Regions from separate parts of the Mus musculus genome. Here region 1 is linked to region 2. Evidence: chromatin contacts called from public HiCAR-type data. All regions are on one chromosome and are shown on one strand. The core of a region is the stretch at or near the end of the contact, and the rest is flanking DNA. Distances in the headings are between cores, read along the strand shown.

Region 1 (7,333 bases), core at 3,294-5,793, 840 kb before region 2:
GAGCAAGTACTTCCTGCCATGACCCCACTTTTAAAACTGTTCCTTCCCTTCTCTAAGAGAAGAAAGAGCCTTAAAGAGTCTTTTTTTTTTAAATGTCAGACTCCGTACTCTGTGCAGCCAATTTTCAGTAATATTTATATTTCACAAACGCCTGGTGAGATGATCATGCTTACATGTTATAAGCAAAGAAGAGAAGGCAAACACTCAAGGCCTCTCGTCTAACAAGAACAAAGCACAGGTCTATTTGTGCTTCAGGTACAGCACTTACCCTTAACCCCAGGATGTTCCCATGTGGCCCTGGAATGAGTGTGCTTCTACCTTTCATATTGCCCATGTATCAGTCTGAATTAAAATGCCACCCTTATCCATACCGGGAACCTTGCTGCGAGGACTAGCCAATATACACCTCATTGAAGTACAACCACTTAAAAATTATGGTGAAAGGATCTTCCATCACTACCACGGTCCACTGGCCGTCAGGGTACACTAGAAATGTCTCTTTCAAGATTCCAAGGGTTTTCTTAGAGGGATAATTTCAGACAAAGGTACAGATTTGTGTTGTATGATTTGAAACATCTTAACCATGTTAGGACTAAAGAAAGGTCAACAGACATTGCTTCACCCAAATGTTAGATGCTAGGTTAAAAAGGCAAGGTTGGGAATCATCTGAAACAGGAAAGATTATCTAATCTAACTAACTGACTGAACTTGAATATATTCTCCAAAGTATTGGTTGGGCATCTGACCAAGTATCTTGAATGCCAGACAATTCTACAGTCAAAAAATTACGTTCGGTTTTGAGCAAGTAGGATTGTTCTTTCTATACCAAGAAGCTGGAGGTGGATGTGGCTGCTGACATTGCTGAAGGATTGCCCACTTGCTGAGAACTCCTTCAGCCCTCGGTGAGAACCGTTCGCTAGGGAAAAGGGCATTAAGAGAATCTTCGATAGGTCAGATGCTATAGGAGAACAATTGAGATGAAGACCCCATGGGATCTCTACCATAGGATTCATAAAGCATTCCACTTATATTGTAATGAACATAATCTAGTTCAACTTCGAGATGAAATATAAGTGTACTTAGTTAAACAAGCTCTAATTTGAATTAAGACAGTCAAATAATGCCAGATGAAAAGAAGAAAAAGGCTTAGAGTATAAATCTGTGCAGACATTCTTCCTCCTTTGTTAACTCCTTTTCTAGACTTTTTGCATTAAAACACCTATGTAATTAATTCAAAGACATCAAAAGTATTTCCAAAAAAAAAAATGACAGCCTCACTACTGTTTTATACATCTTTCTTCTCCAACAGCTTAAATCATCAGTGCCACCAGAGGGAGCTAGTTGATATCTTATCATCAGAATATTAATTTGATATAGTGAATTGTTACTGTATCTATGCTGTAATGCAAAATATTCAATGCACACACATAGTTGCTTGGGAAGGTTAACTTTGTTACTATTCTCTCCTCCAAAGTAACATTTCGGATTGCTTAAAATGAAATTTAAATGTGGCATTATCTCATTTAAAAGGTAAATGTTAAACAGGCCATGACAGTGCACACCTGTAACACCAACACTTGGGTGGCTGAGGCAGGAAGATTAGAAACCAGTTTTGGCTGCAGAGTGAGTTTCAGGCCAGCCTGCTGCTGCTGCTGCTGTGGGGCATATAGGTTAAAAATATGAATTAACATCATTATCAATATTAGAATGTGTTTAAATTAAAAAAATGGACAAATACAGTATTGCTTTAAACACAAAAACAAAACAAGAGCACTAAGTGCCTCCGTTTTGTGTCCAAATTCTGCTAAATGCATTGCTGTCTGTGTATGTGTCTAGGTGAATATGTTTGGGCATGGTTGGATGTGGAAGATGCTTGACCTTCTTTGATGGAAAGGATGGAGGAAAGCAATTTCCAAACTTCAACTCACTCTCGAGGTAGCATAATTTATTTTTGAGCACTGCAGTGTGGTCAGTGACATGTACAAAAGCCAGGTCACATTCCAGGGTATTTGTAAGAACACAGGTATCGCTTGATGCTGTGAGTCTTGGGGGCCTCCACAAAAGCCCTGTGATTCTTTGATCAACTATTTCTTCATCTACAGAAAGATGTAAGGAGGGGTTTAGGAGATGGGAATCATTGTGGCATGAAGTTCATTTTTCTGCTTAGACTTGTAAGATAGGTGAGGCAATAAACGCATTTCCTCACTACTAGAGTATATTTGATCAGATTTTCTGTCCCTCCTAGTGAAAAGTGCCCTAGTTCATTTACCAAATGGAACAATCTATGAAGTTATTGAGCAGTGCTTTCTCAGACATGACTCTAGGGAGAGTGGTCAACAATCGGTCAATCGCATCACTCAATTGATCAGGATATAAATAAAGGCTGAAGAACTGAAGCAACTACTTGTTTAGTCTTTACAAACTAAGGGTACTGAGAGGAAAGGGTGGGGCTCAATGGACTCCTTATCTTTGAGGAAACTTTATGGTTTGGGATCAGAAATAACTCATCTCTTCTATCCAGGGAGAACAAGAAGGTACTCTTCCACTGAGACAAAAACAAGAAGGTTCAAAAGAAGGGCTCAGAGCCTGGAGCCTGCAGATTCTTACTCTTGAAGAAGATAGAGTTCCTGGCTAGAAGCCTGAGTGAGCCCTACTATTTAACGTGCACATGTTTCTGTCTGGGTTGGGAAATAAACAGCCAAAGACAGTCAACGGGGCTAGATCTGTGATACAGGCCTGTAATCCAAGCTTCTCAAGAGGCTGAGGCAGGAAGGTCACAAGTTCAAAGTCTGCCCTGGGATACAAAGTGAGTTTAAAACTAGTCTAGGTAGTTTAGGGAGAGCTATCTCAAAATAAAATGTAAAAAGAAGGCTGAGAATATACTTCAATGGTAGAGCACCTACCTATAGGTAAGTTACATGTACTGTGTTCAATTCCCAGTACCACCGAAGAGAAATGGGGTGGGCAAGGAGAGGAAGAGGGACGGGGGACAAACAAAGAGGTAGTTCGTCTCTACCATCACTTGTGGCAAAGACAACTGAGCTGACTGTAGTCCAAGTAGGTATTACAAAAAGTGGCCAGCTTTCAAATCTCTTGCCCTTGTTCATGGCGGTAACTGTTCCAAACAAAATTCTGGTAATAAGAAGCTATAGGTTTGTGGCACTAGGCAATGAGGGGTGAAAGTAGAAGACATATAGTTAAGAGCTGGATCTCCTGGACAGACAACCACAGAGTAGAAGGGTCCTCCTGAACCCACCCAGAGACTTGACTTGTATGAAGACCACACAAGAAAGATTCCCAAGGGAGGGAAGGGATTAAAATAAAAATTGAGATTGATGCTTTAAAGTAAGTGTAATGAGTTTTAGTGGCTCAAAGTGACTGGAAATTTATGGGATCTATCCCAGATGGTATTAAGTGACAAGAAATGAAGAATGGATTAGGCATGGTTGAAGGCAGTGACTGGAAGAAATAAATCCTTTATGTATTTATACCACACTGAGCGAACTGTTCATCAGCTCTGTGGGGATACTGGAGAACATCTCCTTCTTCATTCCGGCAGCAGAAAATGGTCCAATGATCAAAAACTTTAGCAGATTAGAAGCAGCCATAGTGAGTGTGGCACCGGTACCTTCCCATCCATAGCCGCACTGCCTTGGTTGTCTTCTGAGACATCTGGTTGAGAGAGGGCCACAGAGAGATTACAGTGTATGTCTAATGCTTGCTTAGGATGCATTAACCAAGAATCAATACAGACCTTCATTTTGAGAAGACGTGAGAAAACAATCTACTTTTCCTGCATGTAATTTATGTCTCTTGTTCTTTTCTGCATGTTAGGAGACATTATTTTTTAAAATTTAAAGTCTAATTCTAAAAATGTTATGCTCTTTATCCCTCGTGATTTTTCTTAGGATCACTGAACTATGGGATAATTCTGGAAAGGGTGATGTGATAAGGCCCAATAAGAGAAGAAGCCATAGGTGTTTCATTGAAATATGTAGGGAGTTTTTAGCTAGTTGGGATCCTGACAGAATGTAGAAGATGTGGGTGGGCTGCAGAGAACTCCAGAGTGCCTGTCAAAAGATGCAGCTGCTACTCCGTTCCTGCTGACTGTTGCCATGTGAACACCACACCTGGTTTAGCCAAGTCTTCCAATTTCTCAAGATAAATGAAAATTTTACTTTTTCATATAAATTTTATTATTTTTAAGCATTGGCAACTACTCAAAACATTTCAAGTACTATCACAGCCAAACAAAGCACATCTGTGGGCTGATATGGCTGGTGGGTTGCCAGCAACCTCTGGCATAGGTAATGGGAGAAGGTGGTCAGAACTGAAATATGGGATGAAGGCTCCAGGATTGTTGATCATTATTGCTGCTAAATGGGCTCTGGATGACTCCCGGGCTGGAAATGAGAACGTTGTAGGAGGTCTGAAAACTAGGAGAAGCCAGTCAAATTTTACTAATGCTGAGGAATGGGGTACTGGTACTCCCAGGATGATGTAACTCACCACATGTAAGCTGCAAGAATAACTCTTTCAGGCATCCATCCCTGGGATGGGCAGGGAGACCAAGCGCCAGCTGAAGCATCTGCTTTGGTGAGGTGCATGTTACCAATCCGGGTCTACCTCAGTGAAGACCAAGAGGATGCAAAGTGAAAAGATAAATCCAGGCAGAAGACAGAATTTCATGAAAGCCTCCAGTGTCAGGGTTACCTTGGGCGAGGAAAACATTACAAATGCAACTTTTCTTAAGCACAGAGAAAAATCGTTTAGAGCCAAAAGGCCAAATGTCTTCCTCTCCTTGGACAGTGTTTTGGGTGGAGGTGGACTGGACAAGAGCTGGCCCACTTACAGAAATGAGATCAGAGTCGACTACGTGTGGTTCTAAGAAAATGCTACTCGGAGAAACCGACCAGGAGGTGAGCATCATGTTTGGACATCAAACTGAGTTGGATCTGTGCATTTCTTAGTTTTAATATTTTGGGGGAATTTTAATGAGTACTGTATTTACAGTCTTTCTTCTCTTCCTTCACCTCTTTCCAACTCCTTCCAAGTCTTCTCTGCTCCACTTTGTGACCTCCCTATCAAAGTATTTTGCCATGCACATAGATATTAATACACAAGTGTAAGCTAATAAGTCTGTATACTGTTGCTTACTTTATTTTATTTTAGAACCGAGTTCTGAGTACTGAATAACCAACTATGGGGCTGGTTCCCGAGGAAGACTGAGTTTCCCTCTCTCAGCAGCCAATAGTTCCCTGTAGCTTTCCATCTAGGGATCTGTGTATTTCCAAGAGAACACTCATCTGGCGTTGGCATTGCTCAGTTGCCTCCTAATTATTCTCCATGAATTTGAACTTGACCTCTACAGTTTAGTTCTGAACACAAGACCAAAGCCATACTTTAGAGACTTAAGTCTGATTATATCACTGTCTCTGCTATAAACTTCCAGGGATCACTTTTCATCTAAAAACCAATCCCAGAGCCTTTAAAAGGTCAAGGTCCCCTATCTGTTCTCGATTTCCTTATTTGGTGTCATCTGCTTCATCCCTAACCATCTTACTCATCTGCTAGAGCCAGACATGCTGCCCTCTCAGCCATTCCTGAACGTGTCCAACATCCCCTTTCTGTCTTCTCCACCTCCCCAACATCCACCCACTGGATTTCTTCAGTTTATTTTTTTTCAATCTTGCTCAGATTAGCCTCTTCTGAACCTCTCAGTGCCTATCAGCAGCTCAGCATCCTGCCTTGCTCCATATCAGTATGATTGTGGCTCCCAAATCATTTACCAGGACCTGGCAGATTTTCTTTGTATTTATCTATTCATATAACCATTTATCCCCCCAAGAGACCGCATACCTCATTTAGGGTTTTATCTACTGCTCTGTCCCCTAATCCTACAGCCTGGCCTATAGTAGGTGCTTGATAAATATGTGTTGAGTGAAGAAGTGAATGGAAGAGCAAATTAAGGAAACATTGAGTGACATCTGAGTAAATTAACAGAGACCGGGGAAGTACTTAGGCAAATATTCAGAGAGATTTAAAACATTGGTGTGTTCCCAATGCTTAAAAACATAATCGTGTAGTCTATTCCCCTCTGGTGATGAGTAATATTAGTGACACAAGGTTGAAAGGGTGGGTGGCTGCTTTCTGGAAAGGAGGAAGGCTGACTCCTTGAAACTGTTGAAAGATCAGAAAGGAGTAGGTAGGATTCCAGGCTTGCATGAAAACTTGGCTAGAGAGGGGCCCATATGTGGGTTTACAACAGAGAGGACATGATGTCTACAAGCCTGCTGAGATTGTGCCAGAATCTGCAATCAGAACCTATGACTTTTCTGTATTTCTTAACTTTCAGCAGAAAAAAAAATCCCACAATTTAGATATATTTCTTCAGAATGCTGCCTGTCATCGGAATCTAGTATTGACAACAGTCTTTGGGGATTCCTAGTGGGCTTGCCTAATTTGCTGAGAATTCTTTTCTTCTGTAATACATATTTATAAAACATGAGAGAGAGAGAGAGAGAGAGAGAGAGAGAGAGAGAGAGAGAGAGAGAGAGAGAGAAACATTTGAGGTATTTCTCCCAAAGCTATTTTTTTCTCTTTCTCTTTAAGATAAACAACATGTTGAAGCACACATCTATTATTTCTTTCTTTCTTTCTTTCTTTCTTTCTTTCTTTCTTTCTTTCTTTCTTTCTTCCTTCCTTCCTTCCTTCCTTCCTTTCTTTCTTTCTTTCTTTCTTTCTTCCTTTCTTCCTTTCTTCCTTTCTTCTTATCTACCCGATGAGGCTAGGAATGGGTGGAAGAGGCTAGACATAGGATGAAGTAACTTATCATCTAATATTAGCTATTTAACATCATGTTAATCAAACAGCCTTAACTAAAAAAGACTGGGAGAGAAAGGTGACTCTTATGTGACCACAATGAATGTCTATATTTGTGATGTGCAAGAACTTACCATTTTTAAAACTTAAATTATATTTTAAAATTTAACTTTATTTAGTTTCAAAGGTTTTTCAAGTGCCAGTGCAAAAAAAAAAAAAAAAAGCTTTGTTTTTTAGGATAATTTATTTTAATTCAAGTTTAATAAACTCAAGATGGGGAAATGACTCAAAAACAATGAAATGTGTTTTCTTAAGCAAGCGTATTAGGTTATAATACAAAGAAAACATGTGAATGAAACAGCAAAGGATACCATTTTTAATTAGAATATTTTATGGTCTGGTTTTCCTTGTACAATATATAGAATTATGTACCCAATTCCCATTAATACTAATGGGAACAATGCACAAAAGCTCACCACATACAGCAAAATGTGACTTGAGACCAAAGAGC
Region 2 (7,748 bases), core at 1,077-3,576:
CAAAAAGATGAGAAGACCAGGTCATGGGGAAAAAAAACAGTAGAAGTAATGGGAAATATTTAGGTTGGGAAAAAAAGAGAATCTTTCAGAATGAGTAACAGCAAGATGGACATGTCGGGACACCTGAATTTGCCATCATTAGTGCACAGACACAAGGGTGTCCATTCTGCTAACCAAGTTCACATGCACATGCATGTGCACACATACATATACACACAGTGTCCAGGATGCTTATCCATCTACCATGCTAGTCTTCAATTTGAGACAGTGTAACATCATGACAGAGATTTCAAGACAGTGTTTGTTTGTTTGTTTGTTTGCTTGTTTGAGTTTGGTTTCACAGGTTTGAGTGACAGTTAAATTAATATGTATTTTCAGGTCATTCTAAGAGATTAAATCCCTGGGAGGTAAACTACTACAAGATAACTGGAATAACCTCCAAGGCTCATCTGGGAAGAAGTCTGTATATAACCACCTGTCTGATGCATCTTTTGAAAAGGATGGCTTGGATGGACCACTGTGGCCAGCACACCTATCACTACTCAGGACTCACTTAAGAGTGAGCTCAGAGGACCCACAGATCTAGGGCACGACTCACAGTGGTCAGACCGCAACAAGCAAGGCAGACCAGGACCATCACTCACTATCAGCTTAAACTGTACAAGTACCATCTTAGTTAAGGTCTGTAGTGCTGTGGTAGAACCTGCTGACCAAAACCAACTTGAGAAGAGTATATTTTAACTTACAGCTTATAATTTATCAACTATGGGAGTTAGAGCAGGAACTCAAAGCAGGAACCCAGAGGCAGAAATGGATGGGGGAAGTGCTGGCTCACTGGCCTGTTCTTTGTGCTGGCCTACAGGACTACAACCCAAGAGTATAAGTGCCCACAAGTGAGCTAGACCCTCTCACATTAATCCTTAATCAAGCCAATGTGCCACAGGCTTGATAGGGGGAATATCTCAATTATGGTTCCCTTTTCCAAAATAACTCTAACGTGCATCACATGGATATAAAACCAGCCAGCACAAACACATAAAAATATCGAAGCAATTGAGGACCAACTTCTAAACTCTGCGGCAATGCCCTCATTCTTCAGCACGCTGACTCCCGGGCTAGCTTCGTACACATTTTAGCATGTTCACACTGTATGACTGTATGTCTGCACACACACTCATGCCCACAAACACAAAACAAAGACATGGCACTCCATATTTAATATGTCAGATATGCCATTTTTCTGATCATCCTTTAAATACCTCCAATAAACGCTTGTATCACAAGAGATACACATATCTGATCTTAGAGGAAGATTTCGAACGGTATGTAGAATTTGAAAGTAAACTAAAAATGTGACTTAGGTTCAGTAACATAAATAAGCAAGTCCGGCTTTTGATGCATTTTTGCCTAGATATAAAATATCATCTGTTTTTGTGATAAACTTCCCAGCACCATTAATCACAACAATCCACATTCAGATTAAAGCCATGAAACAGAACCACTGTGTCAAGATTCATACAAACTGATCTTTTAACAGATTGGGGAGAGGGCATACATTAAAATCTGAAGAATGTGTTACACAATAAAACATCTGTGAGATCTTAGGCACTTGGGAAGACAGAACCCTGGGTTTTGAAGTGCACAGGAATTAAATGTTAAACACAACTCACAGCCTGCCCTGAAACAATGAATACATCATAAAAAATATTTCTTTTTATAGCCACAAGGCCGAGAGTTTTGCTGTTTATATCTATCCCCGCATACGAATCCAGAGCGCTGCAAGGACTGTCCCTTCTGACTTCACTGGGAAGCTGGACAGGGGAGTCTGCCTGGGTTCCTTTCCGCGGAGTTCAGTTTGTGTCCAAAACTGGCTCAAGACTCAGTTTTTTTCTTCAGACACTCCACTGCTGCCTGCCAGTTGCATAGCTCCAAGCATTTCCCTTCCAGCTACAGATATTAAAATGTTTTGTTGTTTTAAAACTTGATTTAGAACTGCTGTAGATAGCTTTTTTTTTTTTTTTCTTTTCACTTCAAGCTCCCCTAGGTCAGCAACCTCCAGTTACGTTCAAAAAGTACAAAGATCCCATTGCATCCTGAAAACAAGAACAGGGGCCAGGGAACCTTGAGGCGACAGACTCTAGATTAGCCACGTCAGGCATTTTCTAGTCCCAAAGAAGGTTTCACATGGTCTGTGCAGGGGCCAAATGATGCACATGGTCACCCTGAGCTTGCTCCCTGCATCCTTCTCTGGTGACCTGGCCCACTGACCTCCACGAACCAAAGTCCCAGTGGAGCTGAGCAAGGAGGACAAGCCTTGTGACTCGCAGGGTTCACTCTGTGCTACCCGGGGCTCTGCTCTTTGGGGAACAAGCCAGCAAGCCATGAAGTAGTCTCAGTTCCCATTTGCTCCTTCTTTCAAATGTCCTTGTCTCCCTGAGAAAAAGCCACAAGAAAAACAAGGCAGATAGGCCCCCACTGAAAACCATAAAGCCGTTAGCACTGCGATGTCGCTCAAGGTTACCATTTCAGCCTTTGTAATAAATACAAAGGAGGGAAGTCGGAGGCAGGGACCACAACATAGGACAGAAAGGACTGAAGAAAGCGCTAACCTCAGAGTTCCCGGACTCATGAACGTATGCACTCTTTGCTCTCCTTCTCTCATTCGGAGACTCACTGTCCTGGATGACAGGAGGGGTGTATAAGTGTTTAATTTCACTACAGCCGCAAGAGACTTTCTCCAAAGAACATCCTTGTGAAGTCAAAGTTTATATGATAGCTGTAAATGGTGAGGTGGGGGAATTTTTTCTTTTTTTTTTTTTAAAGCCAGCAACCTTGATTATTAAGAACATTTTGTAAGGGAAATAAAGGAAGCAGAACATTTCATTGACTATTATTTAGATAAGACCATTTCTTTCATCTCCTGTTCCCTCTCCTTTCCTTCTTAAATGTTTCCCTGGGTGACCTAGAACTCACTGTGTAGACTGGCTTCAAACCCACAGAGATCCAACTGCCTCTGCCTCCTGAATACTGGGACTAAAGGCTTGAGACACCATACCAGGGCCTAAACAAGACAATCTTAAACTCAATGTCTGTATCAGAAACCATCTGGAAAACATATATGTTAAATCAAACACAAAATACACAATATCAAAATAAAATTGGACATAAAGTTTTACAAAATCCACAATTACTTTAAAATGTTGAAAGTTTTCTAAAACAATCAAAAACCTATCAAAAGTATACTATTATTATGTAGATATTTCAATAAACTGATAAAAATAAATTCTTAAAACAGGTTCTCAGTAATGTTTCAGAAAGCAGAGAGACTAGATTGGACCAACTGTTTCCAAAACGAGAGCTCCCACAGGTGAATGGGATGGTGCTATTCCAGTGGCATCCACATCTACCCAATCACACTAGCAGGGTATCAACTTTAACAACACACTGTATGCAAACACTACAACACGACAGACCATTAGAATCCTTAACATTCGGATACTATGCAATGCTTGTGCACAAAGCAGTACAAACAGGATTTCCTTTTCTCTATGAAGTAAGAAACCATAACTTTGTTTTAAAATGAGTTTCTTTATACAATCGTGTATAATGTAATAGAGGAAGAATATGGCCACGGATTTCTGACAAATGCCTGGGTAGATAAACCCAAATTCACCTCTTACTCCCAGCCATAAATGTTTTCTTAATTGCCTTGGCACTTGATAAGCAAGTCAGTTCAGAGCAGGGCACAGACTGACTCAGATAAAGAACCCCCAAATCATGCTGTATATAAAACGTCTCAGACTAGAATGAAGGAATGAAGTGGGCTATATGTAACCGGGCAAAGCAGCACCCTTTGGCTCCCATTAAGAAACCAAGTTTACTATCAAAAGCACTAGAGAGACATTGGGAAGACTGCCAAAGTCGAAGCACGGAATCTTCAACTACCTAAAGCAGGACAAAATGTGGCTTTGAACTTGAACTTGAACTTGAAATGTGGTGGGGAGAGAACTGTTAAGCATGCTTAACTCCAAACTTGAGCATGGCAAAGGCCGGTAACAGTCACTCCGTATAGAAGGAGGCACTTTCACCTGGCATCTGCTGTGTGCATAGCACATCACTTGGGTAGAAATGAGACGACTGGATGCGGGTCATCCCTCGAGGCCTGTATGCCTGCATATATTTCTGGATCCTTTCGCAGACTTGAAAAAACTCAAAGTAACTCCACGGGGCAAGAAGCTCTTGCATTCAGTACTGCTTGTCTTTCATCCATTTTAGTCCTGCTACAACCAGGGTGAAGACAACCTAGTGAATGTTAAAACCAAACCACCACACTGACACGAACACAATAAACTCAGTGTGGGGAGCAATAGAGCTTTTTGATGGAACTGAAGAAAACAGCTGTGTTTACATCAGTTTGGGGCCCGGGAGTGACTACATTTCAACTCTGCACCGGCAGAAGCTGCCTGCAGCCTTTCCCTTTGGGTTGGATGGTTTCCAGTGCTCACAATCCAATCCTCTTACCACTCTCTCATGGACACACACACAGAAGGAGAAATGACTAGAAAAATTTAGGTCGGTTCAAAGATATGCCTAAATAATTTTGATCTTTTGTCTATTTCTACACTTAAGACACAACTACCTCAGCTCTCAGCACCACAACTACTTAAAGGGATTTTCATTTGTTAAAAATCGCAATTACTCCAACAATAGCTTAAATGTTTGTGAAGTAGACTCTGTAGACTGAAAAGAGCAACAGCATCACAGATAAGCCACGTTTGAGAAACCTTAACCTATGCACATTGGGCAGATCAAGGCTCTACCCTGCTCTGACAATTAAATTCCCAACAAAGATACCTGCGTTTTTACCTTCCTGGAGTCTAGCCATTCCAACAGGCAGACTCAGCCTCATTAATACAACAGAAGTTAAATGATTATCTAAATTGGCTTGGAAAATTTGGGAAGAAAAATAGAAAAAGAATAAATAAAATTAGCACTCTGCCCTCTTTTCTAAATTATGAACTTGTTAATAATATATTCATCTCACCTTTGCTCTGGCAAGCAGCCACCAGATTTAAGATTAAGAAGTCTTTAAAAATGACGTAGACTCTAAATTTGCAATCTGTCATTAGCCCAGAGGAAAATGAGAACATGGAGCCAGACATGGTGGTGCACACTTCTAGTCCCAACACTTGGTAGGTAGAGGTAGGTGAATCTCTGAGTTCAAGGCCAACCTGGTAAAAATAGTGAGTTCCAGGACAGCCAGGGTCACATAGGGAGGCCCTGTATCAATCAATCAATCAATAAAAATCAGACAAACAAAAAAAGAAAAAGAACAGAGGTACAGAAGGGTCCTGGTTTAATATCCAACACCATGTAACAAAACCGCCCAGAAGACCACAGAAATGAACGCACAGCAGTGGATTCCCCACTACAGAGGTCACCGATGGCAACTAGTAGACAGACAGAATATATATTATTACACCTTCTTATATACTACTTTAGATAAAAATGACTTAAAAGAATGAAAGGGGGAAATGCCTTACTTTTTATTCCCTCTAAGGCCTGGCTGGAAAACGGACGCACAGGTATAGTCTGGATAACAGAGGGCTTGGGTAAGATCAGCCCAGCGAGACGAACTGAAGTCTTAAAGGACGGTAAACAACCCAAAGCGGTACCGCACACCCGGAAACACACATACACAGTGGATTTCAAACTGCAATTATTCCCCTTGCTTTAGAGGCAGACACTTCCGAGTGGACTTCCTTTCATGTTAATGCTGCCCTTACTTTCCCTCTTCTTGCTGCTTTCTATGAAACCTGCTCCCTACCAATGGCAGAGCCATCCATTTTCAACCTTCCGCAAAATCAAGGTTGGAGAGAGGACCCCCCACCGAGATGGTTTTGAGATCACCTTAGCATGAACCACAACTGGGCTATGCTGAGAGATTTCTCACTCTTTATATAATGTATCTGCCGTGCATATTTCTTTTTCATTAATTGCACGCTGCTGCACAGACAGATTAACTCTCGTTTCTTCTATTAGCAAGCAACGAGGTTTTGAAACACTGCATATTAAATCAACAGACCTGAAAACACCTTAATCTTAGCATTTTAAGTTCTTAATATGCAGCCCTAATGATCAGTTGTATGTGATTATGTGGCAACTGCTAGAGTTCTTTCTCAGTCTTTTCTTTGGGTCTATGCTAATTGGAAGAAAGGGAACCCAAAGGACAAAATGCAAGATCCCACCAGAAATACATATACAATGGTTTTTAACCTGAGATGATTAAAACCATCTCTATTTTAAGATAACACAGCATGTTTTCTTTGTTTTACATATATGACTGACAACTAGGGATCTGTGCAAATTTAACAGAATTCGATAAGATTCACATATGTATGCCTGTGAAACCATTCACTAAACACAGACAATAAATATATCTGATCACCTCAAAAGTGTTCTATGGCCTCTTTATGCCTTCTTCTTTCTTTATTCTTCTCTTCTTTCTCTCTATCCACAGGCAACCACTAGCCATTCGGGTACAAAATATTAGTTTGCATTTCCATAAACATATATATTACATATTATACTACATTTTATGTAATATTACATAATAAATTATACAAATTACCCTATACAATTGCATTTTGTCTGCCTTCTTTCACTAGACCTATTTTGAGACCCATCTCTATCGGTACAGGTTCCAATGTCTTATTTATTTTCATTAATGAATAGCAATCTACCGTACAGATGCACTGTAATTTTTCTGTCCACTAATGAGTGTCACTTTCTGGTGTAGCAAAATGAAGTTCCTATGAACATTTACATACAAGACTTTACTTGAAAATGATCTTTATGGTTTATTTTTATCATAAGGTTCTTGTTGCTTTCCCCATCTCCGGTTATTTTACTCTTAGAACACTATGGTTATGACAAAATTGGTGTATCTTCCCCTTTTAGAAACGATGAAAACTACATTGTTTTTATATATTTATATTTGAGTACACTGTGGTTGTCTTCAGACACACCAAAAATGTACATCAGATCCCATTACAGATGGTTGTGAGCCACCATGTGGTTGCTGGGACTTGAACTCAGGACCTCTGGAAGAGCAGTCAGTGCTCTTAACCACTGAGCCATCTCTCCAGCTGCCCATTCTACATTATTTTATACTTCTACTGGCAATGTGGGCAAGGTGTCAGTTCTGTATCTCATGGTCCAATTACTTCCACTTTAGATAGACAATAACATAGATGCAGTACTTTAAATATCTGCATCTCCCTCAGTAGATGGTACCCATCTCTGTAAGCCAATATTTGAGATAAGTGTACAAAATCCCTTTGTCCACTTTTATAGGATGTTTTCTTATTATTTAATTTTACTTTTATTTTTCTCACTGGGATCCAAGTCCTTTACAAGAATTTACAAATAAGGCTTTTTTTTTTTTTTTTTTTTTTTTTTTTTTAAAGTTATGGCTTGTCTTTCTTGATCTTTCAAAGTACAGAACTCTTTAAATATAAGGAAGACTCTAAAAGATCTTATGTCAACTAACCGTCACAAAGATTTTCTCATATTTTGTTTCACCTGAAAGTTTTAAGGGCTTTGGTTTTTGTTGTTGTTGTTTGTTTTGAGTTTTAAACCAAAGAGTGAAGCCATTTAAATTTAAATTTTGTTTATGGTACAAGGTTACTGTCTTGAAATCTTGTTTGGTGCCTTTTCCCTTGTCTAATTTCCTTTAATTGGTCTCA

The links. HiCAR-type assays count read pairs that join an accessible place to other places.
Region 1: a HiCAR-type map of fibro-adipogenic progenitors shows a contact between it and region 2, with 4 times the contacts expected there. The contact joins two enhancer-like sites. A contact is called at or near these places in 1 of 484 Hi-C or Micro-C datasets (cerebral cortex) and 1 of 115 datasets of contacts at active chromatin or transcription factors (fibro-adipogenic progenitors).

Annotation. Positions count from the first base shown.
Region 1 is chr13:114,785,716-114,793,048 of GRCm38.p6, reverse strand. It overlaps Gm34790 (a long non-coding RNA gene), which reads left to right. Exons shown (of 3, transcript XR_382937.4): 2 at 4,810-4,919. Among named protein-coding and RNA genes, the nearest start is that of Gm34790, 29 kb to the left of the region's middle. Within about 2 kb of position 4,543, at least 8 of the 459 cell types and tissues checked have an H3K27ac peak or open chromatin away from gene starts, as enhancers often do. A contact at or near this core is called in fibro-adipogenic progenitors, where this site is marked.
Region 2 is chr13:113,944,434-113,952,181 of GRCm38.p6, reverse strand. All of the region lies in intron 3 of Arl15 (ADP-ribosylation factor-like 15), which reads right to left. Among named protein-coding and RNA genes, the nearest start is that of Arl15, 150 kb to the right of the region's middle. Within about 2 kb of position 2,326, at least 30 of the 459 cell types and tissues checked have an H3K27ac peak or open chromatin away from gene starts, as enhancers often do. A contact at or near this core is called in fibro-adipogenic progenitors, where this site is marked.